2 separate regions of the Gossypium hirsutum genome follow, and region 2 is linked to region 1. Evidence: chromatin contacts called from public Hi-C data. All regions are on one chromosome and are shown on one strand. The core of a region is the stretch at or near the end of the contact, and the rest is flanking DNA. Distances in the headings are between cores, read along the strand shown. Region 1 holds the start of LOC107954068. Region 2 holds the start of LOC107954147 (U-box domain-containing protein 13).

Region 1 (6,108 bases), core at 909-3,408:
TTGAGTTGGATACCAGCATCGCCCAATACTATTCATTTTAGATTATACCCATTTTTTTTGAAATTGAGTCACTCTTGTAAATATTTAATTTTTTTTAGATTAGTTGACAAAAAGAGGGCATAGAAACCTTTTACAATCCATAACCTTAAAAAGGAGAGCATTGTTAGCCATTTCGTACGATGAGAACTGGGGTCCGAAAAAACTGCTCAGGGGACATGGAGGATGGGCAAAAACCAGATATCCCCACAAAGGGGTCCCCCCTTTGAACTAGCCAACAACATCCTAAATACCCATCTGTTGAATTTGTCAGTTTGCCTTAACTCTAGATGCCTTGCAGATGTTGCAGATTGGTGGTGGCTATCTTTACCAAATTAGCTGACCATCCCCTGAAAAGATTCCCCTAACCCCCCCAATAAAAAATGATAATAATAACTTTTTAAAATTAATACACATTTATACAAGTAACCAACTATAACTATAGTACTGAGTGGTAGATGAAAAGAATAAATTAAAAGAAGAAAAAAAAAAGTGAAAGACACTCATCTAGCAGGAATCCAACGGCAATATCTGAGAGGAACATGAAGGGCACTGTGGTAAATATTGGAGAGGTGTTCCATTCTTTCCAACAATGAATTTAAGGAAAGACCCTTGTATGTCTTCTGTTAAAATTGGTGTGTTGTTGGCAGCTTTAACACCACAGTTTTGAATGGAGCCACCATTTCTTTGTACCCTTTTCTCAGCTTCTAGCATCAATCTGTCTAAAAGTTTCTCTTCTGCATCCCTTAAGAACTTGAATTTTGGAGGAGGTGAAGATCTAAGCTTGTTTAACTCTGCATCTGTGGATGATTCAAAGAGGGGATTGAATCCATTGCGGTGATAAGAATCAAAGGGGTTCAAAGGAGGAGACTTCAATGGTGGGGAAGCCAAAGGACTAAGAGGAGTGTCAACAGTTAACATAAGATCACTCAAGCTCCCTGTTCTGGATCCTTTTCTGCTCTTCTCACCTCTAGACCTGCCATCTTCAGACTCCAAATCTTCCTTTGTTTCCTCCTTGATTGTGAAGAGAAATCTGGGTGGACCTGCCAGATTGTGTAGTCTCATGAGCTCTGATTCTACACCCTCTTCTCCAAAACCCTTCACCAGCAAACTCCTGCTTGAGCCAAGTTCCAAGTCTGGTTCAACACTATTGCTATCTTTGTTTTTAACTAAACCTTGATTATTGTTGTTGTTGGCAGCGGTGGATGCATGCAAAGAAGCAGATTTTTTCCAGCAGAAGAGTTGAACGAGCTCCTTTGCGTAGTTGTTGTAATCATCTTCAACTTGTGAGCCGGTAATTCTCTTCTTCCACCAAAGCAAATAGTAAAGCTCTGCAACAAGAGCCAGTAGAAGACAACCAAAAACCAAACTTAAACCAATGCTTAACCCACTGAAAGATGTCATTTTTGCTTGCAAATTTCACATCTCCTGGAATATATCGTATCTTGGTTTTGCAAATTCCACAATATTCTCTCTCTCCTTCTCTGAGAACTCTGTAAAAGAAAAAGGAAAGAGAAAAGGAGTTTAAATCATGCCACAACTTCCATGTGAGGTACACAACCGAGACCAAAAGCCTCTTTTTTTCTAAAGGAACCAAAAAAAAAAAACGATAATGGAATATTGAAGTATAACCTTCACTTTTACTGCAAATTCACAAGCTAAGATTCCGTGTGGTAACGCACTATGGACCATGTATATCTATCTATCTGCCTACAACACACGCCATGAGGAACCTAAGGAAATGCCGAGGAAATTTCACCAGAGATTAAAAATAAAATAAAGAAGAAGCTTACCTTATACGTCCAAAATTTCTCAGCAACAATGGAACACCAAAAATAAATAAATAAATAAATAAATAAACAAAGAAGGGTTGCAGAGCGAGAGAAAGAGTAGGAAATTAAATGATTGGGGGGTATGGGCAAATCTTTGTACAATAGTGCTGAAAGGTGTGGAAATTGTAATAAGGTAGCGAAGGCAGCTCACATGGGCAGGTAATGGTTTTGAATAGAAAAATGAAAAAGACTGAGGAAACAAACTCAAAAAGGGGTTAAGTGATTGCATCACCCTACGCCCCACTCGGTTGCCTCTATGTAAACCCTCTTTAACTTGGATTACAAGACAGTGCCCATAAATACACCCCACATCCATCAAAATCTAGCTGTGGGTTTTGATGGAATATGTGAACTAAGCTGATTTTTAACTATTTCATTATCTCATCAACTTTATTACAAGAATTTCCCCGTTGGAATTGTTGTCTTTTCTGTCAACTTTTTCCTTTGATTTACCAACTACCTTTGAAATTAAAATGTACCTCTCTTCTAACTTTTAAAACTTTACTAACTATACCAAATTAAGGAGGCTTTGCTTTTGCCGTTATAACGTTCGTGTTCCAACTCCAAATGGATATTTTGGTTTATTTCACATTGAATCTATAGGAAGCCCCAGATTTCCTCCAATCTTTCAAACAATAATAACATTTCATGGAGGCATCTTTACTAGAAGAGGGAGATTAAATTTTGCTTCATTTACTCAAAAAGTGAGTAAATTAATTTTCATTTGTTAGATTAAAGAACAAATAATTCTTTTTTGTTAAAAATTATATTCATTTTTAATGTTAAAAATTGGTGTGATTAATAAAATAATTAAATAGTTAGACGAGATATACCGCATGTATCTCATGATGACATACAATAACTAATTTTTAATCGTAAATATGATGAAATTCTTAATAAAAAGGCCAATTTACTTTTGAATCTAATATATAAAAATTAATTCATTTATTTTTTAATAAAAAATAAAATACAACATCCTTCGTAATACTTTTTAGCAATTAAATTGCATGTCCTGTATACAATGACATAGCCTTTTATTTTTCTGTTAGATTTAATTAAAAATGGTTATGATATGATGGATATGCTGCAGTGCAGCATACGGCAGAAGTACTGTCAACTGTTCCCGTATGGCATACCTATTTTACGTTAAATTCCCTTCTTTAAGCGTGTAATAATTAGTCCCTGGAGTATTCAATCAAAAAATATACTGCAAGGGAAAATTCAAATAAAAAATAAGAAAAAAATAATATGGAGAAAAGGGGTGAATTTTGATGTTCAACAGAGTCTAAAATAAATTTGTAAAGTTAAGCTTTTTAATATCCAACAAGGTCCTCCCAAGTTGGTAGAGTGAGTAAAGAGACATTTAAAGAATTGGCTAACATCAGTCACGGGGTGGATGAAATTGACATTGATGGACCTAGGGTTCCTTACATCCCAATGTCCACTCTAAAAATGTCTCATTTGAAGTTACTTGCAAGTAATAATGAGTACCAACATATTCCCCCCGGGTAAGGTAAAATGACAGATACGGTGTTCAGTTTACATCTCGATTTCTATCCATTAAGTTGCCAAAAGAAACCATGCTATTTGGTCAATCCATTAATAATCTTGTCTGTCTCTAATTAATTTAGTTGTAAAAATAACTTATGTTGTTTTGCTTTCTCATTTTCCATCATTATTAATGTAGTTGGGAAGCTAACAATTAGGTTGTTAGTTTATATGGTTAATGATTATAATCGGAATTAAGATTTCAGTATTTAGTAGAGAATAGAGGATAAGTTCATTGGTTAATATCTAGGGACTTGAAAAGCCATTTTAGTAATTAGATTTGAGTGTAATTGGTAATTATTATAATTAGTGGATATCACTAACTTGAGTGTAAATCAATTACATTTTTCCAACTTTTAAGAAGGGTGAGAATTAGAATAATTACAAACTATTACTCTCAAATTTAATTCTCAATGCATTTCCAAACACATCTTTAAGTTTAAGAAATCACTTTTATACAATAATAATATTATTTAATTTTAGGACATGTAGTTTACTTTTAAGAATATAATTATATATTATTTTATTAATCTCATTTAAATAATTTGAAATTTTTATTGATTAGAAATGATTTTTTTATAAATTTTGACCTACGTAATATTTTGATTAAGTGGTAGCATATAATATGCCCTTATATTGGAAAAAAAAAAAGAAAGAAAAGAAAAAGCGTATATGCCCTTAGACGTCATGTAAAAGGAAGGGTTCAAATCATATCAAGCAAGTACTACTTACTTCCTCTCAATAAGTGGTTGTACGTTACACAGGGCTTAATCCAACTAGAAGTTCTTGGCTCCACTTCTAGTTCAAACTTTTTGTGAAGTCAAAAAGAAAAAATCTCCAAAAACTCAAACACAACATTGATGGATTGAAAAATTAATCGATTCTGGACCAATTATACTTCAAAATCTTTTCCAGGAGCCCCTAAAACAAGTTGTTAGTTTAGACTTTAGATAAGATGATAAGTTCAAGTAGGAGCTTTTTATTGGGTAATAACTTGAAATACAGATAAGTATAGAATTCAGTCTACTTTTATTGCTGTAATCCAATCGAAACATAATAAAAAAAATTGGTTAAACTATATAAATATTTATTCAATTAAAAAAAATTATTTTAGGTACTCAAAATAAATATTTTCAAAAAATATAATAATAAATTTTATATTATTATTTATGTTAGGTAAAATAAAAATCTCCCCAACCCCCTTCTCTCTCCCCCTCCCCGACCGGACCTTCCCCACCACTGTTCTCGTCCCCCTTCCCCCACCCCCACCACCGTTCCTCTTCCTCTCCCCTACGCCCTATATACTCGCACTGACTTGCTAGGATGTATATTCTCCTTCTATCTCCACTGAATTTACACTTCTCTATCTGCCTCCCTAAAAGAAAAGAATCAACACTTCTCTACATTGACATAGAGCGTGAGATCATTTTTCTTTCGCATTATTGGGAGGGAAAAGAAAAATAAAAAGAAGAAGAAGCATCCAAAAATATGGATGGTTTAGAAAGAGCTCGAAGTTGAAATCCTAGTAGAAGAACAAGGCATAGCAGCATAGGGAGGAGCTTAAGCAAGAGTAGTTGGAATATGGAAGATGTATTTTTAGGTTCCAAAAGAAGTAGCCGTGTGGAAGATGATGAAGAAGCTCTAAAATGGGCTGCTATCAAGAGGCTACCCACATATGATCGGCTGAGGACAAGCATCATGTAGTCTTTTGTGGATCATGAAATCATTGGCAACAAGGTGGACTATAGAGAGTTGATGTTAGAAACCTTAGCATGAACGGTGGTGGGAGAGGGGTTTTTTAATATATATTTTGAGGGTTTATTTTTTAAAATTATACTAAATTGATATAATAAATAAAAATTGAGAGTTAAATTTATTATTATAATAATTTTTTTAGTGCTATGTTAATTTGCGATTTATAATTTGAAGGAAGTGACAAAAATAATTTAACTATCTAACGTGACGTAAGTGCTTTAAATTATGAATTTTTTTATTTTTAGTAAGTGACGAAAATAATTTAACTATCTAACGTGATGTGAGTGCTTAAATTATAATTTTTTTTATTTTTAGTATCTAAAATAAAAAATTTTAATAGGTGACTAATTATTTGTAGTTACCCAAAAATATTTGAAATCTTTTAAAAGTTGTAATGCTTCGATTTTTCAAGTGTTGGAGAATGAAACTTTTGGGCCTTTTTGTGATCAAAGATTGAGGTAAGGTGGACTTGTCTTTGGGTGTTCGACTATGAAGGAAGAATCGGGATGGAGGCCTATATTATTACAGTAAAAATTGAGGGAAAAAACAAAAACTAAATGGTTAATATGCAAATTTACCACTATAAGTGGAAATTGAAAGGGGCAGGTGGGAGAGACAGTGGGAGGAGGGGGGACCCGTGGTGGGGTAGAGTTTTTTTTTAATATTAATATTAATATTAATATTAATATTAATATAATTTTTAAAAATTTTTGTAATCATTATTTATAATTTTTATAATAAATTTTATATTTTAGTAATTTTAATTTTTTAATATTTCTTTAAAAAATAGAATAATTATTAAGAAAGTAATTAAAACTATCAAGTTAATATTTCATTTATATTTTAGGGATCAAATTGATTATTAACCTTTTAAATTAACATGTCACATAATCATTTTAACTAGAAATAGTGGATGAGTGGTAAAAATATTAAAAAT
Region 2 (6,108 bases), core at 1,838-4,337, 170 kb before region 1:
AAAGTTGATACCACCCTACGACTGTAAAATCATAAGGCCTTTTTACAACACCTTGCATAGGCAAACTAAAAAGGTAGGGCCCTAATTATATGTACTAATCATTTAAAAATTTGATAACGGTGGGAGGTACACAATACAACTTAAGTTTCTTGGCATAGGCACACCTCCAGTTAAGCGAAAAATGTATGCTTGAGCATGATAATCAATATCAACAGGTGTTGGATTCTCTGGGAGATGCTTAAATCACCTTTTCAACCAATCTAACTTCACTCAAAGCCCTTTAAAATAAAACAAAAGGTCGATAATTATTCTGAACAATTCAATAAAAACCTATACTAGATTGTGCTCAAAACTTCGCATTACATAACACATTCACTGGAAGCCACATCAACAATACTACATCTTCTAGTGTTATTGTCACTTTGTTGCATGGAAAATGAAACGTATAGGTCTCCATCTCAATCATTCAATTAGAGTGGATAGGAATGACGTTATATAAGTAACTTTCCTAATATAACTTTTTGTGATAGAAATCAACGCCTGTTAATCGAGGAATGATTTTTTTTTCGTAAGGCAGACCTATATTCATATTGTTGCAAAGTCGAGCCATAAGAGAATACTCCAATGTTATTGTATTTTTGGCAATATGTCCTCATTCGAATCTCAATAATTCGGCAGCCATTATGGTATGCTTGGAAATTATAATTTCAAGTTATTTAACTATGTAGGGTTAGGGTAAAATGTAAAAGATGATTAGTTTTATTTTTTTTATGAAAAACTAACAAGTTTAAAAGGCTATTTATAGATTTTAAAATCAACGTTGACACTTAAAAATGTGAGTTTAGGATTACATGTTATCCATCATCGTTCAAAATTAAATGGGAAAAATACATAATTAGTACCTGAACTTGTTCACTTCTCTCAGATTGGTACCTATAATTTTTTTTTCTCAGATTAGTACCCGGACTTTATTTTCATCCATGAGTTTGGTACCTGAGCTTAATGGCGTTAACTTCAGGACAGGTGGCAGAATAAGACTGCGACACGTGACATAAATGATGTCATGATGATGTCATAATCTAAAAAATATTAAAATCAATAAAAATATATTTAAAACTATTTCTTTTTTTTTCTTTCTTTTTCCCGTGATCTTTCTTCTTCCCAATTTCCTTCTCTCTCCTTTTCTCTGCTAAACATGTTTGCTTTTGATGGCTGATTTCAATTCCTCCCCTGTTTGTTAAACACATTTTCTCTTCTTTTCTCTGTTAAACACATTTGCTAAACACATTTTTTCTTCTCTCTTTTCTATATTTCGAGTCTTGAGTTCATTTTCTTTTTTAGATTTTTGCATTAAATTCTTTTTCTCTTTTTTCAGTTGTTGGGTAGTTGAATTTTTTTCTATTTGTTTCATGAGAAAATATAAGAAAAATAAATGGGAGATGCAACTCCATTAAAAAAAACAAATAACTCAGCACAATCAAAGAACAAATAACAAAAAACAAATAACCCAACACATTCAAACAATAAATAACAAACAAACAACCCAAAATCTTAAAAAAAAAGTTACAAGCAAAAGAATACGCAAAAGATATGAAGAGATCTTTTACATATGAATATATAATTCATGAAGGCTAACAATGAAGAAACCATTGATTTTTGTGCATTGGAAAAGAATAAAAATACAAAAAAAAACTAACAATGCTTCCATAAAAACAAAAAAAAAATTCAGTAGAATCTTAATAGTCAAAGCCCTTGTTTTCTTTATAACAAACAAACCAAAAAAAAAGTAAACTAATGAATTTTTATTAAAATTTATAAAACCCTAGAAATCTTATGGATCTAATGAACAACAGGGGCAATTCCTCCTTTGAATTTGTTGACTCTTTTCTCCATGACTTGAAGAACTTCTACTAGGCTTTAAGAAAATCGATTCTCTGTTGTTGCCATGGCAGCGTCACTACTATTGCTTCCTTTGGCTCCTCAACTCGCTCTAAGCTTCACCAGAAGCCTCCTTAGCCTTTCATCAATAGATGGAGAGTATAATTTCAAAAGCTCAAGGATCAAGCTTTTAATTTTTTGGCTTTAAACATATTTTCTTGGAAATACAAGACAATATATGAGAAGACAAGGAAGAGAGAAGGGTTTTGATGGTCGGAGAAGGCCATGGATGGTGGTGACTCATGGCGGCAGCGGTTAGGGTTAGAAGAAGATGAATAGGGAGAAGAAGAAAATGAGATAGAAAAGAGAAGAAAGGAACAAAAAAAAGGAATAGAATCATGATTTGTTTTGGATGAAAGGGAAAAATATTTTATTATTTTTTAAAGGAAAAATAATTAAAAGAGAAAATGAAAGAAGATTTAATAAATGAGCTTAATTTGCAGCCAAAGAGGGTGACACATGGCAGTGTATGAATGGCTAGCGTTGCCATGTCAGCAAAAAAATAATGCCGTTAGACTCAAGTACCAAACTTGTGGACAGAAAAAAAGTTTGAGTACCAATCTGAAAAAAAAACTACAGGTACCAATATGAGAGAAATGGACAAATTAAACTAGTAATCTTATATTTTTCCCAAATTAAATTAAAGTGCTATCATTTAATTTTAAATATTTTACCATGGACTTAACAAATACAAATGTTGAGGTATAATAATCATATCATAATAATTATCTTAATTCGAAGAATGTACGGAAAACAAAGCATGGACACGCATTTGAATTCGAGATCCATAAGTGTAGGTACTGAAGTATAATTTTCCCACGCATGACAACTTAAAATAATAAAATCTAAAATATAAAGAGAAAACACCCAAAGACGCATGACAACTTAAAAAAACTCCACTAAGGACAACGTAATTGTCCATTAATTAATATATAAAAAGGAATCAACAAATAATTGAAATTATGCACCAAAGAGACTGACTCACTAGCTGTGCCAAGCCGAGCCGAGTCGAGTCTATGTAACATAGACCAAAACACAACACACCACCCGAGTCTAATCCCTCTCATCTCATCTTTCAGTCCGGTGCGGTTCAGCTTAGAAAGCCGAGCCGGGGAAGGAAAAGTTCTAAGCTGTCTGCGAATAAAACTTTTTTCACTTGCGTATTATTTATTATACTTTCTCCCTACTGTTGAAGTCTTCTCTCTAATGGAGACGAGTTTTTCCTCTTTTTAGCTTTCAAAAACTTATCTTAAATCTCTCTATTAGAATCAAAATCCTCTTCTAGTTTGAAAGCGTTTAAACAAGATCCGGAATCGGAATGGAAGAAGAGAAAGGAGTGCTGGTGCAGAGCTTGATCGATGCGGTGAACCAAATAGCTTCAATCAGCGACTACAGATGCTCCGTTAAGAAGGAGTACTGCAATCTCGCTAGGAGGCTCAAGCTGTTGACGCCAATGTTCGAGGAGATTAGAGAAAGCAAAGAGCAAATCCCCGAAAAAACTGTTAAAGCTTTGCTCTCGTTGAAAGAAGCTCTCATTTCGGCTAAGGAACTGCTCAGTTTCGGCAGTGAAGGCAGCAAGATTTACCTGGTGTGTGAGTATTACTGTTCTTTTCTTCTTCTTTTTTTTTGGATCTGTTCGGCTGCTGAGAAAGTGGAGGAAAATTAGCTTGTGAAGTGCGTGGAGATGATCCTATTTTTTTCTGGAAATAACATTATCTAAAACTAAGCGATCAATTTTATGCTAAAATTTAGCTTAGTCTAGTGGAAGATAATGGAATTTAAATCTAATATGATCTCTAGTGCTACATTCCTTATTAATTCAAAAAGGAAATTGATGTGGTTCCTATTTTTACCTTTTTAATAAAATATTTGTAGATATTTGAGTCACAATTTCAATCGATTTTCTTGTTCATTTTTATCTATTTATTTTGCATCTTCAAATAACTATTATGAGTAATTCTTATCACAAAGATTTCTAAGCTTCAAGTGATCGACATTCGACATATGCAAGGGCTAAAGTAGAGGCTGTAGAGGGGGAAAATGATATAACTTTGTTGATTTATTTAAGGATTGTCGATTTGTGTCTGGATTATCGTCAAATCCGAATCGTTCATTTGATATAACCTTGTTGGTCCTCTTTTGCTCAAGTCTGCCCCTATATCATATTGCATATAGTATAAGGTAGAAACTCGCTAGTTTCATCATTATACTTGTTATTGGCGGACATGGTATGTCTGGAAGCCTGTACTAGATGAGTATGACCCTTTCATATGATTATGGAGACACTGTTTCTGCAATGGTAGTTTGTTAAGTTTGGGTTGCGCTATTTCTGGTCTTGGACTCAGGAGGTTATTTGAGGTTGTGAAAATTAGATTGAGGGATGGAGGAGGAGGGAGAGAGATAAAAGGGGAGGGGAGGTGGTGATTATTAGCGGCCATGATACTGTCTTTTTACGTTTCTGCCTTGATGCTATTCTAAGCAGTTCTTCGCAAGCAATTATACTTAACCGGGTTGTCATATTCATTGGTTTTGAGTTCTTTCTTGGAACCAATAGTTATTGCTCCGTGCTTTTGTGCTTTTTTCAATTCTTTTGGTGTTATTTTTTGAGGTTGACAAAGAAGTTCGCCAGAACGGTTCTTCTCATGCCTGTACTTTTAGATAGGCAGTAGATAGGGGACATTGGTAGTGGCTGCAATTCATGGATGTGCTAGTTTTATGGTACAGATAGTTTGTGAGGAAAGGAATGCGCATGGTTATTTTTCTCCTTTCTTGAGAAGCCAAGTTCTCTTTTTGGAATAATTTTTAGCCGGAACTGGTTTGTCACTGAATCTTACTATGTACTGATAAACTATTTGTGTTCTGCTAACAGGTTCTAGAGAGGGAGCAGATCATGCATAAATTTCTTGAAGTAACAGCACAATTGGAACAAGCTTTGCGAGGAATTTCCTATGAGAATCTTTACATATCAGATGAAGTTAAGGAACAGGTATAGATCTGTTAGTTGGCAGTCTTTGGAAGAACTACATAGTACTTTCTTCTCCTCTTGCTTTGTCATATTAGGTCCTTTCCTGTATGATCTAAGGATGATTACTTGAATCATAGGCATCTTAGACATGGAAGAAAGTGCCATCAAGCAATTGAAGTATTCTTTCATTAATTGTGTTTTCTTGGAGTTGCATATGATAAGCATTGAAAGACTTGATGATAGCAACCAAAACTAGAATTCCTCTCTGAACACTATTAAATTATAATTTGAGAGGCTTAAAGCAACTTCAGCTTGCTTTATTATATCATTTTTTTATATATATAAAAGAGTTACATGTATGATATTTCCATGTTTAGGTGGAGCTTGTACTAGCTCAGTTCAGGAGAGCTAAAGGAAGAGTTGATGCGCCTGATGTTGAGCTGTATGAGGATCTATTATCACTGTACAACAAGAGCGATGATGCAGAACTAAATCCAGATGTACTATGGAGATTGGCTAAGAAGTTACAATTGGTCGGCATAGCTGAACTTACGCAAGAATCATTAGCTCTACATGAGATGGTTTCTGCCAGTGTTGGAGATCCTGGTGAAACATTTGAGAAGATGTTGAGCTTATTAAAGAAAATCAAAGACTTTATACAGACAGAAAATCCTAACTTGGATGCTCCTGCAAGAGAAAAGAATCTTCCTCCAAGTAGCAGTGGGCAAGCAACTACTAATGGAAATCGCAAGACTCCAGTTATACCAGATGATTTCCGCTGTCCAATATCCCTGGAGTTGATGAAGGATCCTGTCATTGTTTCGACTGGGCAGGTATATTTTTTGTAGATTTCTAGTACATGTTATAATGAGATTTTTCGTTTTAATTTCTTTTCAATCATTCAGTCTTGAAAACAACCTCTTCATCCTTTATTTACTAAATGTCAGTAAATGCTCAATTTTGCTCGATAAACTTATTTGGTTATTGACCTGCAAGTTGCATCATTTCACATTGTTGTGCCATTAATTTATTGGGCCAAAAGTTAGCTCGGGACATGGTCGTAGTCATATTGTGATGTTCAATATACATTTGCATGAGTAAATAAATTAATGTTGTCCCTAATGGATGCTAACTAAACGTTTATAAGAACCTTGTGTTTTATACTACATGTTTTGGAAATCGCACATGTATGCAGAGGCTGAAGT

What was found. Hi-C and Micro-C count contacts between places; a contact is called where the count stands out from the background.
Region 2: a contact with region 1 is called in a Hi-C map of leaf, with 2.3 times the contacts expected there. The contact joins the promoter of LOC107954147 here to the promoter of LOC107954068 in region 1. A contact is called at or near these places in 6 of 34 Hi-C or Micro-C datasets (hypocotyl, leaf, petal and 1 more).

What each region holds. Positions count from the first base shown.
Region 1 is chrD07:13,310,957-13,317,064 of Gossypium_hirsutum_v2.1, reverse strand. LOC107954068 reads right to left here and starts at 2,158. Exons shown (of 3, transcript XM_016889545.2): 1 at 1,830-2,158; 2 at 1,669-1,742; 3 at 141-1,529. The coding sequence starts at 1,440. The coding sequence ends at 544.
Region 2 is chrD07:13,486,422-13,492,529 of Gossypium_hirsutum_v2.1, reverse strand. It overlaps LOC107954147 (U-box domain-containing protein 13), which reads left to right and starts at 3,087. Exons shown (of 4, transcript XM_016889621.2): 1 at 3,087-3,526; 2 at 4,808-4,924; 3 at 5,281-5,736. The coding sequence starts at 3,257.